Linked DNA regions of Mus musculus: region 2 is linked to region 1. The links are chromatin contacts, called in public HiChIP or PLAC-seq maps. All regions are on one chromosome and are shown on one strand. Each heading gives the region's core, a stretch centred on a gene start, on an enhancer-like site or on the middle of the called end of the contact. The rest is flanking DNA. Distances are from core to core; before and after follow the strand shown.

Region 1 (7,349 bases), core at 2,188-4,687:
CTCCTAACTTAGAAACCTTTTAGGGGTTAAATATCCTAATTACATCCAAAGAAAAACACACCTGGCAGCTTGACAAATCATAGAAAAAACTGTAGATTGTGATTTTATCATGAGTGGGTTTCTTTGTACTGCAGCCGTGTTGTGCATGCTCTGATTGTAGGTTACAGAAGCCATCCATAGGGTTACCGTGGCTGCTCAGATGCTGCCAGGCTGTGGAGTCGCCAGGGTTTTGTTAAACGGGATGAATTTTCTAGTGTAATTTCAGTTGTTGAGAGGCAAAACAAAGCATGAGTTTATTGAAAACGACCACCTATTTGAGCATGAAAAATTCTGCCTTGAAAATGTGCGATGCTTTTGTTTGTTTTACATGCACACGTGTGAGCTTTTGGAACGCCACGGCTAGATTTATATGTGGGGAAGAATGTATGCTGGTTCTTGCCTTTGACTTCCCCTGCAGCATTTGGCTTTTTACACTCTGAAATCAGAATGGCGGTTCATACTTACAGGCTGCCGACAGAGTTGCCATAGTAACATGCTGTTGGTTTTAAGTGAGCATGCTCAGAAAGACAGGAAGGGTTAGCAGAGGCTTGGCAGGTTGCCAGTGGAGGTTTGCCAGCTGCTTTGAAATGGGCTGTCTTTCTCTTCCTTTCATGTAATGTCTGATTTTTATGTGGAAGAGAATGTAAGTAGTGCTGTATCGCCCTGCGGATGCTGTGACCTCAGAGGGGACAGCAGATATTTGCCAATCAGACTGACATGCCCAGAGCCTGCACTAGTAGAAGGGGAATCTAACCGTTTTGCATTTGAAAGGAAATGCAGCACATAGGTAAGACTTTTTTTTTTAATATTTAGTTATTGTTTTGGTTGACAAAAAATGAGATTAAATACAATTTTTAGGTGTTGATTATATGGCTGGTACGGTAGAGCTCATAACCAAGCATAATTGTTTCTTGTAAAAGACAGTAGGAATCTATTTTTAGAAGATTAGAGGGTAAAGGGGATTTTTCTCCAACATAAGATAGCTTTTGGAATGACTGTGCTGAGACAATTTGGCAAAAAAAAAATTGTCTTAGGATTTAAATTTTGAATATTAGATGTGATGTCTGAATTTTATGTGTATTTAGTCTTAGGTTGTGTGTTTCAGGGTAAATAGGCCACATTTTCAGGGTGTGAACTCTTAGCAGGCTGTGGTTAGCTGTTGGATTTCTATTGAACATTAATTAGGATCTTATATCGCCAAATGCTGAAAGAAGGGTTAGTCTCTTTATTTCTGCTAATACTTTTAATTAGTGTCCCTTCCAGAATGTATTTTCCCTATCCCTCAAAAAATAGCCTGAAATTTTAAACAAAGAGGCTAAAAAGAGCTTTGAAAGAAGTTGCAGAGGTGCCTCTAAGACAGTAAATGGTGTCTGTGTTATAGTGATTAATTCTGTAATAGTGTAATGTTTCATCCAAGTGGCTAGTGAGAAATGCTAGGAAAAATGCACAGAGCAGAGGCTAAAATTTGCAGGAATAACAGCAAAGAAAAATTCAAAGATAAGGACACTTAGAAAAATAATGTCTCCTTACAGTGTGTCTCTTATGAACTTGCTAAAATTTAGTGGGTACGGTTGCTTTATTCCTGACAGAAAAATAGCAAAAATCACAAACTGTAGGCATGCTTTATGCAGTTTATTCTACATTATTTCTCAGCTGCTCATTTTCCCACTGTTTGGTCAATTGCCACAGGCTTGTTGTAAAGTAGTTCTCTGGCCACCTTAGTGGGCTTCCTTTAGTGAGATCGTGTTTGTTTCAGGGGAAGGATCAGCTGCATTTCCTGCTCTTGGATTTGAGATTTAGTTGCTGAATCATTCTAACTCATCTTGAAGAATAATTCTTAAAACAATTTAACATGCTGATCAATCGAGAGCTGCTTCAAAGCACACATAGCAAGAGGAGAAACCGGAGTGTGATGTGCACTGGCTGATCTGAGGAGCCAGGGCCTACCTGGCTTAGTCATTATGGGCCTTCCCCACACCAGTGAGGCTAACTGCTGTATTACAGTACAGAGCATAGTTCTCCCTCAGATGAAGGGATGCTGGGCTGCTTATGAGGATGGGATGCTGCTCTACAAGGATCTAAAGATCCTTTGGAACATTCTGTAAACCATTAAACAACACTGTAGATCGTCAGCCAGGGTAGGCTAGCAAGCATATGCTGCAGAATCATACAAGTGTTGGTGTTTGTGCAGTGCGAATGAGCAGTAGCCTCTGTTCGTTAACCGTGCTGCGGGGATTCAAGCATTAGTTGGAGCAGTAAGATTGGACATTGTGCAGCTTTCCAGGGGCAGGAGCTTTTTTATTTAGTATTTTATTTCCTACTCAGAGGCCACGTCAGGCTTTGAGTGTAAGCAGCGTGTCTCAGGCTGTGCTTGGAAGAGACTTGCGGATGGGGCAGGAATACTTCCTGTCTGTATTGGTAATTGCAACACATAGATAACTAGGCCAAAAAGAGCTGCTTAGAGATGATTTTTGTGGTCTTATTTAAATGTCTTTGTTAAGAAAGTTTTATATTAGAAAAGACATTACTAATTTTTTTTAGCTTGGAAATTTATTGGAAAGTCCAGATGAATAGAAATGATAGGAATTATTTATTTCTCTTGACTTAGGTTTATATTGGATAAATGTAGGGGAGTTTTCTAAGGGTAAGATGTTAAAAGGTTAATTATCAAGAGGAAATTAACCAGTTTTAGGTTAAATCATCATGACTTTATCAGTAGACCTTGTGTATCAGATTTCATGTGTAACAATGAAAATTAAAATTAGTGAGTTTTTTTATAAGATCTACTCTTTTTGGTCTAATGTATTGACATACTCATTTTTCCAATCTTGAAGCTTTTGTAGGGATTACCATATTTAGTGCCCAAGATAATTTTCCATTGTTGTAAAAGTCATAAGTGCTTAAGTTTTTAAATTCCTGGAAATATGACTATTCTTTTTTTTGGTATTTGAATCAAATGTCATCTGTGTCAATCTCTGCCCATGTAGGTTATAGGCATTTGCTGGTGACTATTCAAGACCACTCTGTGTATAGACCCACAGTAAATGCCTGATAACTCAGGAAAACTGTAATGTCAGTAAAGCTTAAGGTTTTAAATTTTAATATAGATATCAAAGCTGATTTTAATAACTTCAGTTACCAATAATAATAGGCTTTAAGTAGATTTGACACAACCTCCTTTAATGAATACCTTAGATATTAGCTTACATTCAAATACAACAATTTGCTTAAATTTAGACTATTAAACAAGGAAATGAAAAATAACAGTGGGCTGGACAGAGATGGTTAAGGGGCCAAGAGCATGGCAGATTGTGCAAAAGACCTCAGTCTGGCCAGTTTGCTACTTAGCACCCACATGGCAGTTTACAGACATCTCTACCTCCAGCTCCAGGCGATCCAGTGCCCTCTTCTGGCTTACTCAGGCACTGAATGCATATGGAGCACTTGTGTATGCAGGCAGAAACATACATACACATTAAAAAAGAGAAGTCTCTTTATTCTTTTAATTTTTTTTTCTTTTATGAGCACACTGTGGCTGTCTTCAGACACACCAGAAAAGGAAATCATATCCCTTTACAGATGGTTATGAGTCACCATGTGGTTGCTGGGAGTTGACCTTAGGACCTCTGGAAGAGCATTCAGTACTCTTGACCATTGAGCCATCGCTTCAGCCCCGAAATCTCTATTTAAGAAGTCTTAATGAGTTTTTAAAAGTCGTTACTACTTCAGCCTAAAACATAAACAACACTAAATTCACATAATGAGACTAATAAGATTTATACATTTGTTCACATAAATTTAGCTACATTTTAAAAATAGTTATTGTGTAGAGGTGTTCTATCTGTATGAATGTCTTTGCACTACTTGCATGCCTGGTATCTGTGGAGGCCAGAAGGCGGGAGTCAGAATCCCCTGGAACTGGGAATCAAATCCAGGTCCTCTGGAAGAGCAGCCAGTGCTCTTAACCATGGCGCCATCTCTCCATGGTTAAAAAAAAAAAAAAAGTTTTACGTAATCATACTTTATATTAGAGGTCATATAAGAGGTTTGGGTGACGTTAAAAACTTGATGATAACCAGCTGGTGATGGTGCATGCCTTTAATCTTAGCACCTGGGAGGCAAAGGCAGGAGGATTTCTGTGAATTTGAGGTCAGCCTGGTCTACAAACAGGGTTACATAGAGAGCCCTTGTCTTGAAACACACACACACACACACACACACACACATGCAGTATTTGCAAACAAATAATAAATAAATAAGATAAATAAATGGTCTTGATGAGAGCACGACTATCACATCTTGATTATAGTGTATGTATCATTTCAAGTGGAAAAGTAATTTATTGGGTTTACTTTAACTTTTGAAATGCAAGAGTCATAAAATTATTTTAAGTGGGATGGTTAAATTGTAAAACAGCATCTTGCAGTAAATATATCACTTCCTTTGTGTTCCTGGAAGTGTTTGGCATGTGTGTAACAGTGAGGAATGGTATTTCAGTGAGGAATGGTATTTCTGTAAATTTTAGGATCTGAGTTAACTGGTTCTCCAACTATTACTGGGTAATTCAGTGTTTGCAATCAAGTCATCTTCTTTGAATGTCACCTTGTCTCCACTCCGGCTTTGGAAAGAAACCCCCTAAGTTTCGGGTGGGAGCAGATTATGAACCGCATGAGGCATGAGAGGAGACTTAGACCCAACAGCCTGTTCTTTTTCCCAGGCACACTTGACAGCGTGTCGCCCTCTGAGAGCCAGGTCCCTGGGGTTCTGCTCTGGATCAGAAGTCTGAGTCTATCAGCTCCCTCTCCTCCTCCTCTAGCCCATTCCATTCTGTTCCCGCCTCTTCTGCCCTCAAGTTTCCTCCACTTGTCTGTCTGTCTGTCTGTCTGTCTGTCTGCGCTTACCCTTTTGTCCAGGTTGCTCAGTTGCATCTGTCACTGTGGTGTCTTGTCCTCTCATCACAACCAGAACAACTGCTGACAGTCACCAGAGACCTTTAACCAAACAACAGTGTTTCTTATCTCATCTGACACCTTAGTAGCACTCAGATGGCATGACATTACATTGGTTTTCTGGTTTACTTCCCAACTAAATGATAGAATGACCCCAAATCTCTGTGCACACCTCAGATGTCTCTTGGCTACAGACATTTATATAAAACTGTCTGGAATTTTTTTCATGTTTATAAGTACTCAAACTCAGTATGCCCACAGCTTCGATTACCTCCCTTCCTGGCCATTCCTAATCTATTTTAATAAAAGCACCACACCCAGTTGCCTAAGCCAGATACACAGAAGGCACCTTGATTGTTTTCTTGGTCTTTCCATCTGAATCCATTCAGACACAAACCCTTTGTCTTCTACCTCCTTGAATAGCTCCTTACTTTGCCCACCTCTTTACATTTTTACTCTGCCGCACTTGGTCCAGGCAATCTCTGGCTTTTCCTAGACTAGTGCATTAGCACATAACTGCTGGCCTGCCCCTCCCCCTCCCCCAGGCTGGTCTCTGCACTAGATCTGAAGCTAGTTTTTTCAAACCAGAAACTACATGTGATCCCTTTGGGAATAAATAATTTTAGGACACAAAAGAGGTGTTTTTTTTTTTTAACTTTTTACTTAAAATATTTCTAAAGCATGTTATGTAATATCTCTTTTTCAAAGCAGTGTACTTGGCATTACTTAATGTCACATTATTCCAGATTTATTTATTCAGGAAATTCACTGCTGTCAGGACCTTTGGACCTTACACAAATACTGCCTACTTAATTTTTAAAACTTATTTCTCTTTTGCTTTATAGTTAGTTATTTATGTACATTTTATTTGGGTAGAGGAGGCTCACCAGCCATGCTAGTCAGGGGCTTGAACTCTGGCTGTGAGGCTTGGTAGCAACCCGCCACCATTATCCACTGAGCCATCTCCCCACCCCTGTGTATTTAAGGCAGGAGCTCTAGAAGCCTAAGCAGAAGATGACCTTGAATTCCCCCTACCTTTACCTCCCAAGCTCTGGGATGGCAACTGTATCCTATTTCCTGCTCTACTATCTGGTTTTGTATTTGAAACTTTGTACATAGTTGGGTTTTTGTTTGTTTTTTGTTTTGTTTTGTTTTTACTTTGTAGATTGTTCATTAGCGTCTATGTTAAGTTCTCCCTCCCTCGCCCTCCCTCACCTTTTCTGGGATGTAGTGTTGCTCTGCTGCCCAGGCTGACCTTGAATTCCTGCGCTCTTGAATTCTCTTGGCTCTGCCTCCTGAGTAGCTGCGACTACAGGTGCAGGTCATTGTACCAAGCCTTTTCTTTTTCATTTTTTTAGATTTATTTCATTTTATATGTATGAGTGTGTTGCCTGAATGTATGTTTGTGCACTGTGTGCATGCTTGGCGTCTAGGGAAGTCCGAATAAGGCATCAGATCTGCTGGAACAGGACTTAGGGACACCTGGGAGACACTGTGTGGACTCTGAGAGTCAAATACTTCTGCAGGAGCAGCAAGAGTTCTTAACTGTTGAACTGTCTCTCCAGCCACTTAAAAAGTATTCTTAGGGCTAAAGAGATGGCTCAGTGGTTAAGAGCACTGACTACTCTTCCAGAGGTCCTGAGTTCAATTCCCAGCAACCACATGGTGGCTCACAACCATCTGTAATGGAATCCAACATTCTCTTCAGCTGTGTCTGAAGACAGCAACAGTGTACTCATACACAAAAAAGAAATAAATATTTAAAAAAATCTTTTTGGGTGCTAGAGAAGAGATAGCTGAGCAGTTAAGAGCACTGACTGCTCTTCCCGAGGGCCAAGGATCAATCCCAGCACCCATGTGGGGCTCACAGCTCTGTAACTCCGGTTCCAGGGATCAACACCCTTGCAGACATACATGCAGGCGAAACACCAGTGCACATTTAACAAGTACTAAATACATTTTAAAACATATTCTTAAAATATTTTTCTTTTTAAATTGAAGTCGTTATTAACTATTCCACCGAGGCACTGTAATGTGTCTGTTGTATTGGAACAGAACATCTGCCAGCAGTAAAGTAAACCTTTTCTCATCACTGTTGGAATCACCCTCTGTTAGGGTGTGAGCAGGGGAAGCCGACTAATCCAAATCACTTTTTGCTTGTTTTTACAGACTTGTTGGTTTTCTTTTTTTTTTCTTTTTTTTTTTAAATTAGGTATTTTCCTCATTTACATTTTCAATGCTATCCCAAAAGTCCCCCATACCCACCCCCCCAATCCCCTACCCACCCACTCCCCCTTTTTGGCCCTGGTGTTCCCCTGTACTGGGGCATATAAAGTTTTCGTGTCCAATGGGCCTCTCTTT
Region 2 (7,349 bases), core at 1,275-3,774, 650 kb after region 1:
CGGGATAGCATTTAAATGCAAATAAAGAAAATATCTAATAAAAATTTAAAAAAAAAGAAAATCAAAAACGAAAAAGCTAGTGTTCACGTACTTTGAATGTGGTATGAAGACAATACGTGTTTGTTTATCCATTTGGCTCCCGATAGTCCAGATGTGGTACCTGCGTGTTTCTCTGACTCCTCTTGTCCTTACTCCTAACTTAGCTAACAGGCTGACTAAGCAGTTGTGGTGGTTCGAATGAGAATGATCTGCGTAGAGTCATATGTTTGAATACTTGATCCCCAGTTACTGGAACTGTTTGAGAAGGATCACGGTGCGTGATCTCATTGGAGGAGGCGTGCCACTGGGCATGGACTTCAAATTTTCAGAAGACTGGCTTCATTCCCAGCGTGTGCTCTGCCTTCTGCTTGGGGTTTGAGTTGTGTGACTCCTCCTGGCCTGGACTGCTGACTCTGTCATGTGAAAAAGGTAGCCTTTTTCCTCTTAAGGAGTCCCTTTGTTTGGCTCTTCTACGTCAACTTTCCTGTCACATGCTACGAAAACAATTTTATCCCTGATCCTGTTAACATTTCCAGTTCTTTCTAATTTTATCAGCTGTGTGGAAACTTGAAGGATAAAACCTTCTACAACAATCACCAGGGGGGAAAATCATTAATAGTTTGCAAACCCAAACTAAGCTTTAGCAGCAAATGCCCAGTGTACATGAATCCCTAAGTGACGATGTTGCCTAAATGAATCAATGAATGCGTGAGATGGGAACAGCACCCCCTGGAGGTGGAAAGTGGTCCTTTCCCTCCATCTCTTCTTACTCCTTCTCTCTTGTCTTCAAGCAAAGGGCCTTAGAGGTTCTGAGAATGAACACAAGATTTGGAGACAGAAGGTTGCTCACAGAGAGTCAAGTGCATCTTCTGATTATCAGAACAGACAGTTTAAGAGATGTCCAGAGTGGCAGAAGAGAGCTTATCAACTTTGACCCATAAGATACCTGCAATCATTTGCCTGGGGCACGTTTGTGAAACACACATTTTTTTTAAAAACCTGTACTAGACTACAACATCAAAATTGCTGACAGTTCATTCCAGGAATCCGGATGCTTAACCAACCTCCCAAGTGAATCTTGCTTTCTTTCTAGTGTGATTGCCATAGCAGCGGCAGTCACAGCGGCAACTGCAGTCGCAGCCGCCAGCTGCAGCAGCAAGTAAGGGCTTGTGAGGCCTAGCCTCCGGCGTAGACCAGAGTTCTTCAGTATCTGCATTTCGTCAAGATTCTCAGGTGAGAGATGTTTACATGCAGAGGAGGAGCGTTGGTTTTCAGATTCATTGCAGCAGCAAAGGCTCTGAGTTTCGACCATGTGAATGCATCAGTACAAACCACAGATGTCCCAGAAGGGACTCCTGGTGTGGCCAGACACCAGCTGGCTGTGTCCTTGATAAGTATTTGCAATCACGTGCCCAGTGACTGGGTTTTGGCTTGCTTTGTTTTGAATCACACATAGAATCACACATAACCTGTATTCTTCTGAATGATTTTGAGATGACAGGGAGAAACCCTGATAGAGACTATGCACCTCCCATAATCGTAAACTCTTGTCATGCCTGGGAGGGACTTCTGTCCTGTCTCTTGGCACAAAAAGGGGTGGGGGGGGAGGATCACTAAAATCTTCAAGAATAAAGAAAGCTACATAATATCTTGTTGACAAATAAAAGCTGGGACTGGTAAAATGCTCCAGTGGAGAGATGCATTTTTGCACAAGGCTGACAACTTGAGTTTGATCCCCAAATCCTACAAGGATTGAGGACCAATTCAAAGAGTTGTCATGGGATTTCTACACAAATAGCTTGACATATGCACACCTGCACTTAAGGCATACATGCACGTGCACGCACGCATGCACTCGAGAGCACACACACACACACACAGAGAGAGAAAGAGAGAGAGAGAGAAAGAGAGAGAGAGAGAGACTTGGGGGTGATGAAGGATAGCCCAGTTACCAATTCTGTATTTTAGGTTTTGGCATTTTACTTTATTCACAATAACTTCATTTTTACTGCTAGGTGTATTACTAAATCGTGTGTCTTGATTATTGGATGATTCAGCACATGCCTCCCTAAGGTTTTAGACCGCAGGCACGAGCCTCATTCCTCCCGGCTTAGTCTCCTCCTGCTCTTTCCTCACAGCACCCAGATTCCCAGAATCAGAATCAGCTGCCTGCCTATAACTTGACCCAGGTTCATTTATGAAATTTTCATAGGCGTTTCCAGTTCACTTATTCAAATTTACTTCTTTTTTTTTTCTTCAAGACAAACACAATGTCAATGAATTCAGACTCTATTGAGAGACTGTGTTAGCTCTAATGTAGCTTCATCCTTTAGAGAGGGTGATGTTGGGCAAGCTGTTTGTCCCCTCCCGGTCACTGTTCACTTATAAAATAAGATAATGGCAGCACTTCAGGGAGAGTCAGTGTGATGTCACGTGTAAGGTACAGCCCAATCAGGGAGACTCAGTGTGATGTCACGTGTAAGGTACAGCCCAATGTCCGATGAGTCATGGACATCTGATCACAGTCGGCTCTGATCACGTAGTACTGCTGTATTACTGCCCAGCCTTGCGGGATTTTGCTTTGCAAGTCACTGATACACTCAAACCAGTGCTTGTCACGCCAGCTTTCTTGTTGTCTTCATCTTAAACTATGCTTGAGGCTGCTGACACCCTAACATTCCTTCAGTTTCCCCAGTTTTGCAGAGGTCTGTCTCTACAAAGTAGTGAGGAAGGCTCTATGCACAGCAAATGTTAACAGGCATTATTTTGAAAGTTTCTTCCTTCCTTCCTTTCCTTCTTTCCTTCCTTTCCTTCTTTCCTTCCTTCCCTTCCTTCCTTCCTTTCCTTCCTTCCTTCCTTTCCTTCCTTCCTTCCTTCCTTCCTTCCTTTCCTTCCTTCTTTCTTTCTTCCTTTCTTCCTTTCTTTCCTTCTTTCTTCCTGTGTATGTTCCTGTGCGTACACGGACATGTGTGGAGTCTAGGACCCCCTTGAATGTCATCCTCAGAAATTCTATCCAGTTCCTCTGAGAAGGAGTCTCTCAGTGGCATGACGCTCATCAGTTAGCCTAGGCTAGCTGACCAGTGAGACTCAGGGTCCTCCTGTCTCACTTGCCAGTGCTCTGATGACAAGTCTGTGACTGTACCTTCCTTCTAAAGCAAATTCTGGGGATCAAACTCATGTCCACGTGTTTGTGAGGCAAACGCCTTATCGGCTGAGCCCTGTCCCCATCCATATCCTGCTGGTTTTAAAAGAGCTTCTCCTTCTCTTCTTGAAAAAAATAAAATAAAATTGGTATGGAAATGTCAGAGAAAAGTAAAGACTTCCACACAGTGTAAGGCCCCTCCCACCTGTCACTCAGACGCAATGGCCCCTCCCACCTGCCACTCAGCTGCAGTGGCCCCTCCCACCTGCCACTCAGCCCTCAGCTGCAATGCTTATCACCTCATTTTCAGTCCTTTTATCTCCCTTCTGCTCCGCCCATCCTCACATTGTTCTAGAATTCTAAGTAAAACACCGCATACTTTAGCATATGAAAGCTTCTTGAACCTAATTTTTGGAAAAACGATGTTTTTTTCCTAATGAAGATGTAATCCCAGAGGTAGGTAAGCATGGTGATGACGGTTTTACTATTACAACATGGTGTTAACACAGGTGCACGTATGCAGAACAGAAGGGAGTTAGAAACTGGAGCCAAGTCAGAGGTTATATGAGTCGGGTGCCAAGGACACTAGAAGGTGTGGCATGGGTGTTTTATGTCTCTAACACTGTGCCACCTTAAGAGAAGCAAACACATCTCATTTTAATGAGGATCTCATTGTCACCATAATCCATAGTGTCTGTCACAGGACACATAGGTTGGAGCTGAGGAATTCAAGGCTAGATCAAATACATCTACATAGGAACACAAAAAGAGGCACACAAAGTGTGTGATCCACTGGGGTATGAATGGTTGGGATGCTGTGTCCTCTTCAGCCTCACTCATCTTTAAGCTGCGTCTTTTTTGGTTTTTTGGTTTTTTGGGTTATTTTGTTTTTTGGGTTTTGTTTTGTTTTGTTTTGTTTTGTTTGGTTTTTTTCAGACAGGGTTTCTCTGAATAGCCCTGGCTGTCCTGGAACTCACTTTGTAGACCAGGCTGGCCTCTAACTCAGAAATCTGCCTGCCTCTGCCTCCCGAGTGATGGGATTAAAGGTGTGTGCCACCATGCCCAACCTTAGGGAACCGTTGAGCATCGTTTTGTTTGCTTTAACTGTGCCTGTGGCTTATTAACAATCCTTCTGCCATCTATGCTCCCTATCAGTGAGTCATGGCAAGTGGCTCATGGTTAACACATGTGGAGCCTCACACAAGGAAATCCTCTACTCTCCATTAGCGTTTGAGAGAGGAGAAAGAAAACCTTGGTGGTAGAAAATCTTTTACCCAAAGCAGAAACTGAATTTCAATATAACATTGATTGTATTATATAATAGGATATGCGGGCATACGTAACTGAGATGCTGAGTTGTTAACTCTAATACAATTAGTACAAGGTCTCTATGAGGAGAAAGAGACTCTGGTGCAAGACATCTGTGTATGGGTGGTATGAAGAGTTAATATCGATAAGTTGTCATTCTTATGCCAGAAATGGTAGTTAACACCTATAAATACATCTTGCAGGAGGATCATGGGTTCAAGCCCAGCCTCAGGTGTATAGTGAGACTGTCTAAAGACAGCCAAGGGCCGGGATGTATGTAGCTCAGAGGTAGATAGAGAGCTTGCTTGCTTAAGCTATATAAGAGTCTGGGTGTGGTCTTCAGCACAGGGAACAGAATGGGGGATTCTTTCAACTACAGATGTTCCTTGATTCATGAATTAAATTGATCATAAATTGAAATGCATTTAGCAATCTAAGACACTTAACCAAACATCATAGTTTGCATACATACATATAGTACATACATGGTAAAGTGTAGGCTGTTTACCCTGATGATCACATGGCTAGCTGGGGGTTGTGACTGCTGCCTTTCAGGTTCATGAACAAGAACTGTAACTCCTACTTCTAGCCAAGGAAAGAATCAGAGTCGATGTATATTGTTTCACTGAATGTGTATCGTGTTTGCACCATTGTAAAGTTAAAAATAATCTTAACTCTGGGACCATAAAAAGACATATAGAGTCAGTGCAATCCTAGTCAAAAAATCCCACTAAGCTATTTTGCAGACATTGACAGGTTTATTCTATAGTCCTTATGGGAAAAAGGGCCAGAAAAACTATCAATCATCATCATCATCGTGCTACTAATACTACTACTAATAGTACCTGACATTCCAAGACTTACCATAAAGCTCTTGTGACCAACACAGCTGAAAAAAGAATAGATAGATCAAGGGGAAGAATGGAGTACTCAGAAACAGACCCTCATAGTGATAGCAAGGGCAGTCCAATGAAAGGGGAACACAGAATGTTTTTTAACAAGCTGGATATGGCACCACTGGATACCCAAATCAAACATCATCATCAACAACAACAACAACAACAATGAAGAGCCTACACAGAGATCAAGAAAGTAATTCAAAATGGGTACTACACCCAGATGGAAAACGCAACACAGTAACACTTCCATGGGTACCAGACCCAGAAGGAAAACGCAACACTGTAACACTTCCAGGAGGTAGCTGAAGTACTCACTGCCCCAGCAGAGACACTAGGCTAACACTGGAACTGTAGGGACATTAGCACTGCCCCTAGACAGCAACGATGTGTCAATGCGTGCAATGTTCCATGTTTCTCACACTCAGACATGATCCTCACATGTCCCCCACCACCCAAGAGTAACTCATGAAAAAAGGATACTCTGTACTTCATTAGAAATTAAAGTTTTCTTTCAAATCTTAAAAGATGCCATTAAGAGATGAAAAAGACCCTCACAGGCTGGGAGAGAATGGTTTGTCCAATAACTAGCTTTCTTGATGCTCCTGCACATTTGCCCCCGTGGGTCCTTCTGCCTAGAGTGCTGTAGGCTAGCACACACCACTGTTCCTCCATACACGCTCCATTTCCCATCTTTACTCAGTATCTCTTCTGACATCTTAAATTTGTATTTTAATGTCTCCCTTTTCTTCTCTTCCTCATCCTTTTTATCTGTAGCTCTTATTATCATCCAGCACACTATTTTGCTTATTGAATACTAGGTGCTGACTAAATATTTATCGAATGAATACCAATACCTCCAATAGCAAAATTCTCCATGCTGTTTCTATAGAAACACCTATACCACCTTTTAAAATAATTCACTCTTCATAGTTTTGACAGACATGGGTGCATGTCTAATGGAGCCGAATCTAAATTAACACCACACAGGTATGGTGTGGACGGAACAGCAGACATGGGGGTCTCATGATCCTGAATGATTTCTGAGGATCAACACCCTAGAAATTGTAATAACAGATGTAATATTTTTAGTTCAAGAGCAATTGTTAAATTTAGCACATTTTGTGCTATCTGTGGAAGAGGCCAATGTGTTCAGACTAAGAAATCCAGAGTCATGTGTTTTCATATTTTCCATCCTAAGTTTATTTCCAGAATGAAAGATAGATATATGCCCAATATCTTTTAAAATCAAAGAATGGGCATTGTCTTTTACAGTGTCATTTAACATGAAAGCAAGAAGCCTTGCCCTTCTCTGTTGTTTCAAAGTAACTGCCTCCATCAGCTGAGTTCATACTGCCATCTAGAGGTCACATCTGAGCACTGCACAAAGGCGGCGGCGCGTTTCAGAGCCTGCCAGAGTGATTAAAAATAAAATAACTAAAACGCTTAAATATATCAAAACGATATGTAATTTCTTCTTAGATCTCTGTTGCTGGAAATTTGAGTTGGAGCAAGAGACTAGAGAAAATGCTGACTGTGTCTAGTAGATGCCAGACAGCACACGAATGTGTGCCTTGTGTCCATTCACTGAAACCTCAGTGTAAGAGAGAGGGACCGTTACTATTACCAGTCCTGCCAAGAAGAAGGCTCAGAACAATCAACCATGTGTCTTCGTGTTTCTTAATAGTTTCGTAGTAGTGGAACCCAAGTCTGTGTGACCCTAAGTTTCTAGGTCCAGGGCTCTCAGAGATGGGTCCATTTCTCAGTATTACAGAAGTTCCCAGAAAGGATGGGGGGGGGGCCGTCAATGGACATTCTTGCGATGTTTGAGCATTATTGCTAATCTCCACTAGTACCAAAGATCCATATGTTTTCCTCTATAAACACTGAAATATATATATATACACATACACACACACACACACACACACACACACACACACATATATATATATATATATATA

What was found. HiChIP or PLAC-seq counts read pairs in DNA pulled down with a chosen protein or histone mark.
Region 2: an H3K27ac HiChIP or PLAC-seq map of the NIH/3T3 cell line shows a contact between it and region 1, with 7 times the contacts expected there. The contact joins two enhancer-like sites. A contact is called at or near these places in 1 of 115 datasets of contacts at active chromatin or transcription factors (the NIH/3T3 cell line) and 1 of 9 other capture datasets (embryonic stem cells).

What each region holds. Positions count from the first base shown.
Region 1 is chr12:71,047,749-71,055,097 of GRCm38.p6, forward strand. The region is part of intron 11 of Arid4a (AT rich interactive domain 4A (RBP1-like)); the gene reads left to right. Among named protein-coding and RNA genes, the nearest start is that of Arid4a, 35 kb to the left of the region's middle. Within about 2 kb of position 3,438, at least 42 of the 459 cell types and tissues checked have an H3K27ac peak or open chromatin away from gene starts, as enhancers often do. A contact at or near this core is called in the NIH/3T3 cell line, where this site is marked.
Region 2 is chr12:71,701,192-71,708,540 of GRCm38.p6, forward strand. The region is part of intron 2 of 9630002D21Rik (a long non-coding RNA gene); the gene reads left to right. Among named protein-coding and RNA genes, the nearest start is that of Gm46356, 75 kb to the left of the region's middle. Within about 2 kb of position 2,525, at least 24 of the 459 cell types and tissues checked have an H3K27ac peak or open chromatin away from gene starts, as enhancers often do. A contact at or near this core is called in the NIH/3T3 cell line, where this site is marked.